Regions from separate parts of the Triticum aestivum genome. Here region 2 is linked to region 1. The links are chromatin contacts, called in public Hi-C maps. All regions are on one chromosome and are shown on one strand. The core of a region is the stretch at or near the end of the contact, and the rest is flanking DNA. Distances in the headings are between cores, read along the strand shown.

Region 1 (2,696 bases), core at 50-2,549:
AGCAGCAGCTGGCAAATCAATATGGTCTGAGCCAATCCCAGCTGTGAGAAGCAGCTCGAGGTTCTTTGCCTTCTTGATCCTCTCTGCAGTAACATAGGCTGGGTGGAATGGGGTGGTTATCAGAACATGCATGTCTTCAATGTGCTTCTCCAGCTCTGGGGACAAGAACAGCAATCATTTATTCACATGTTAAGAGTCAAGAAAACAACAATCAGAGATATAAAACCATCTAAGAAGATAATTATCATATTAATTTCACCTTACTCACACAGGGTTCAAACATACAAGCTAGATTGGAATATATATAAGCATTTGAATTGATCCTGCAGCAAAGCTCACATGAACACGGCCGCTTATTCAAGATTTGTGTTCTTTCAAAATACGCTGCTTAGCCAAATAGGGAGCAAATCTCCCCATTTCACACGGAACATATAAAAATTACTCTTCGCTGTCATCAGCTAAAACACAGGGCAGTCGGATTACTCATAGCATTATAGACTACACAGTAACCCAGATAATTCAGAATTGATATATATCTGTTCAGTAAAACACTACTACATATCTGTTCAGTAAAGAGTTCGATACAGGTTTTGACAAGTCCTGCCAAGTTCACTACGTTTAGCGTTTTGAGATCTGTATCTGATGTATAGAACAATATATTCACAAATTGTTCACAGAAAGAAGCACATGAATTGCATTACAGAATCGTTAACAAAATAATAATAAATTATAGGAAAATCAAAAAGCATGAGAAGAATTGGGTATGATTTTGGGTACCCACCGCTGTTCAACCCCTCCTTGTCGTCGGTGACAATGTAGTGATGCCCCTTGGACTCGAGCCAGTCGCGTATGCCGAGGGCCCCCTCAACACAGCCGACGAAGTTGGGGTTCTTGTCGGCGTACTCGCCGGCCTGGTAGAACACGCCCACGATCTTCTTGCTGCCCGCGGACGTCTGCACAACGGGAAGACAGAAATCAAAACACGGCATTCCTCAGAGTCCCGTCAGCCAACCGCAGCACTTCTTCAGCAACCGAAACTTGCAGGAAGCAAACCGAGCGAGAAAAAACTTACGTGCGCGGCCCTGGATCCGACGGCCCGGTCGACGAGCTGCCTCGCGGCGGCCCTGCACATCGCAGCCATGGAGACGGAGAGATCCCGGCGGAGGGAGAAGCAATCTGCCAATCACTTCACGGGGAACGGCGAGCGAGGAAAAGAGGGGAGGCGATGGGAGTGATGGCACACAAGAGTGAGGGCCGCACGGGACGGGTAAATAAAGACTCCGCGCCGGCACGCCGACAGGTGGACCGCCTCCGTCCCCACGTGGACGGGCTGCCTGCGCCGCGCGGCGGAGGTGGTCCCGGACTGAAGCGTGAAGGGATGGATGACCTGTGGGCCTGCCTTTCGGTGATGCCCCACGTGTCTGTGTGTGTGGTGTGCACAGTGGTTTGTTTTGGCTTTTGTTCTGGTAGGAAAAGGACTGCGCCGATGAAAGTGCCAGTAGTTGTCTACTCGAAAAGTGGGCGAGAAGATGCCGTGATCAGTGCCGTGGCTAGCTAGCGGCCGGTGGGGGGAGGAGAAGGGTGGCGAAGGATCAACGAACCGGACCACTGCTGGCGCTAGGAACGCACATTTCTTGCCGCCTCGAGGAATGTCTGTGTGAGTCATGCGTGCATGATCTTTTTCTTTTCGAGGGTACGCAAATCATGCGTGCATGATCTTCAAGCGGGGGAGTAGTGCTTGGGAGCATGTGCCCCAAACTCCTTTTTCAATTCATTAGCTTTGGTTTCATCTCTTGAGAGTTCCATCACTAATAGATGATGTAGATGTAAAAATAACCGAAATATGCATCATTTGGACTAAAAACGTCTCTCCAACGAATGATGTAGATGTGTATTTTATTACATCTGGATTTACATCGGATGTAAAATGCATCACCAAGTGATGCAAATATACATCACCTAACACCCTAGAAGTAAAACTGACGGCCACCCGCGAACGCCCAACCGTCCCCCCTCCCCCCCCCCTCCACTCCCCACCGCGCGACCACCTCCTTGACTCCCTCCGCACCACATCGCCAAATTCGGCCTCCCCACCCCCAACGCCGCTGGTTCCGCCACATTTCCGCTGCCTGCAAATCGGTCGCATCCACCGCTTTTCCGCCGCTGCTCGATTTGAGCTCCTCCGTCGCTGTCCTCTAGCATCTGGCCTCCCTCCCCCACCCTAACCCCACCCCGACGCCGGCGGCGGCGGAGCCCAATGCCTCGAATCTGCTCGGTCGCCGCGCGATTTGGAGCTAGGGATGGCACCCGCATGGTTTGGGTACGGGTGGAGCCACCCCATACCCTTACACATCCCCTCTGAGCTTACCCATCACCCTTACCCATACTCATCAATGGGTATGTTTTTTTCTCATACCCGTTACCCGACAGGGTACCTTGGTACCCATGGGTAAAATTACCCATGTTTGCAAAGCATCAGTTTGAACTACTCATAGTCATAAAAACAACATATAATTATAATCTATAAACAACAATAGATTATAACAACAACAACACTCTTTTAAGCACCAACACATCATAAACAACATCATATTTAATAAACAACATCACTTTCTCGTAAACAACAACACATCAAAACATCATCACACAGTCATATATTTTGAGTTCACAAATTCATGATAAAGTGTAGAGATAAT
Region 2 (2,696 bases), core at 100-2,599, 450 kb after region 1:
TTTCCCTTCTTGAAGGCGTTGCCGTGGAGCTCCATTGCACGACTCTCCGGGAGAAATCCCTAGCTTTGGATGGTCGAAGCGGGCGATGACGGCGGCTACGTCGTTTCCTTCTTTGAGGCATCGCCTTGGAGAGTCAACATACTGCAGTTTGCACGGATCTCTTCGTCGTCGGGGACAGTGGACGTCGGAGCGGCGGCTCCGGGTGGTTTCTGATTGTGCGCCGAGATGGCGATCTCGGGAACAATGTGAGTGACAGCTCTATGTGGCGGGGCTCAATCTCGGCATTGGTTGGGTGGCATCCTTGTCCCGCTTGGGCGGTAGGGGTGTCGGCTCGGTCGATGCGCTCCAGAGGGGGCGATCTGACTTTACGTCGGGGCGGCGGCCCCGGATGTGGTGCGACGTTCGTGGTCTGCGAACGGTTGCCCTGAGCAGCGTGGGCTGCGGGCAGCTGGGTTGTGCGGCGTTGCTGCTCTGGGGGAGCGGTGGTATGTCGGGGCGGCGGCCCCGGAAGGCGGTGCCGGTTGATTGCGCTGGGCGCGACGGAGCGGTGGATGTCGGGGCGGCGGCCCCGAGAGAATCACTGTGGCGACCAAACTTCTGTGGCAACGATGATGGTGGGAGCGATGTCGACAACGTGGCAACGGTTGCGGTAGTCGGCTCTTCTCCGGCGTGTTCACGGTATTGCCTCGGTTTGTTTGTTGCTGTGGAGTCGAAGCTGCGGTGGCAGGGCCCTGTGGTGTACGATGACTGGCTGCAGGTGGTCCGTTCGGTGATCTTCCGTGGCGCCAGCCGTGCCTGGTTTTGTTCTTTTGAGTTCTCCGTCAGAGTCGGAGCTGCGTTGTCTGGCCGTAGGTCGACATATCGTCGATTAGGGTGGACTTTGCCCTGTGTGTTTCAGTCTTTGGGTGTGGGCTTGGCCCTTGTTGTTCCGGTTTTCGCCCGGTTTTCCGTAATTAACTGGGCAATTCTCTTCTTCTTAATTGATAGATGAGGCAATCTTTGTCTGTTTTATATAGAACGGATTCTCTACGTTCCACGCATCCAAACAACCCCTTGGATATTCTTCAAAAGAAAATAAAAAACAATCCCTTAGATTGTGGGTAGAAAAAGAGATCTTAGTTCGTTTGGAGAAGAACTCTTTGATCCCATGTAAAAAAAAACTCTTTGATCCTCGAAAAGGGTAGAAGGGAAAGAACCTTTTGAAACCGTATCCCTTTTGCGCCTCCGGCACAGGCACCCGCCGTGCGCCGTCGACCACGAGAAACAGGGAATCAGGATCTTTGGCTACCGACCACATGCCACATGCACATCGAAAACAAACCAAATCCATCTGCCCATTAATCAGTTTTTATTCCACCGGAAACCCCAGCCAAAAATACGCAGCAGCCACAGAAAATCTCCAGCAAGACCACTACTCCACCTTCTCCTCCTTCCCTTCGTCTTCCCCCGGCCCGTTACGCTCCCTGCCCTGCTCCTCCCAATCGCCGCCGCCCTCCTCCTACTGCTGCGCCACAGTCGTCTCCTCCTCCGCCGTCCAGATCCGTCCTGCTGCGCGTCCGTCCACGAGCACGGCTCCTAGATTCGCGAGAGCTCCTCCCCCGCGAGATCTGCCACCGCCGTCTCGGCGCCGCAGCCCCTTCGTCCGGTGGCGATCCGCCCCTCGAACCACCGCCGGCGCGCTCTCCAGGTAACGCTGCTGCCCGGGTTACCCTCTGTTCGGTCTCGTACCGTCGCGGCGAAGCTTCCCGGCAGCTCGATCTTTAGGGTTGGTAGCTACTAGCTACTCCAAACCGGTCGATTGGTCATCGTAGCTTATGGCGTGGTGATTCGGTTGCTGCTAGCGGACAAGTGGTTCGCCGGATTGAAGCCTGTTGCCCTTGCGGCCCCAGCTAATCAGCGTCGCTACGCTACCATGATGAACTAAGCGCGTGCTAGCGATTTTGGTTCGATTTGAGGGGCCTGAGCTTGATAAGCTTCGCTTGAGCTTTGCGCACCTGTCTCGAGTTAGACTCTGGATGCTAGGGTATATTTTTTCATGCTTACTCCAGGTTGCCAATGCTGGACTGAAAGAACTCCCCGTTTCACTAGGGATGGTATAATTCATGATTCCTGTGTGTCTACTAGAGCTTACTCTATGGCTATGGAGCTGTGGACTTTGCTTTCCTGGTTTCAGTGTGCTTTCTCGTGCTGCTTGTTGGTCACATTTGTTGGGTTTGGGCATCTCCTAAAATGGTCATTTTATGTTTGTGCTATGCTGATCTATACTCTGCAGTTAGCCTATATCCTCCATACGTGTGTTCACAATGTTGAAGACTTCCTATTCTTTGTTTTGCAGCTTATAATGGTGCACTTGGTGTGAGCCAGCTTGGGTGGCGTTGTGGTATCTGCTTCATTATCGTTTAGCCTATATTTGCCCTTGGACCAAAGGCCGTTTGAGATTGACAATATGAAATAAAGAATCATACAACGTCCATGCATTCATCTGCAGACGTAACCATGCTGATGGTTCTTCTTGGGCACACCTATATGGTGTTCTTGACACCGCCTTCCGTGCTCCAGTTCTATGTAAACCGTAAGATTGTTGCTGTTACTTGTGACGTTCTATAAGTTTGGACCATGGAGCGTGCACCACGTGAAAGGGGATTTCCAACTGATCCCAAGGAATATAAGTTATATGAGGAAGTTGGAGAAGGAGT

What was found. Hi-C and Micro-C count contacts between places; a contact is called where the count stands out from the background.
Region 2: a contact with region 1 is called in a Hi-C map of leaf, with 8 times the contacts expected there. The contact joins the promoter of LOC123155993 here to the promoter of LOC543428 in region 1. A contact is called at or near these places in 4 of 5 Hi-C or Micro-C datasets (leaf and an unstated tissue).

The regions. Positions count from the first base shown.
Region 1 is chr7B:170,874,860-170,877,555 of IWGSC CS RefSeq v2.1, forward strand. It overlaps LOC543428 (formate dehydrogenase, mitochondrial), which reads right to left and starts at 1,300. Exons shown (of 6, transcript XM_044575573.1): 1 at 1,073-1,300; 2 at 782-953; 3 at 1-155. The coding sequence starts at 1,141.
Region 2 is chr7B:171,328,493-171,331,188 of IWGSC CS RefSeq v2.1, forward strand. It overlaps LOC123155993 (serine/threonine-protein kinase BLUS1), which reads left to right and starts at 1,350. Exons shown (of 20, transcript XM_044574167.1): 1 at 1,350-1,687; 2 at 2,336-2,696. The coding sequence starts at 2,617.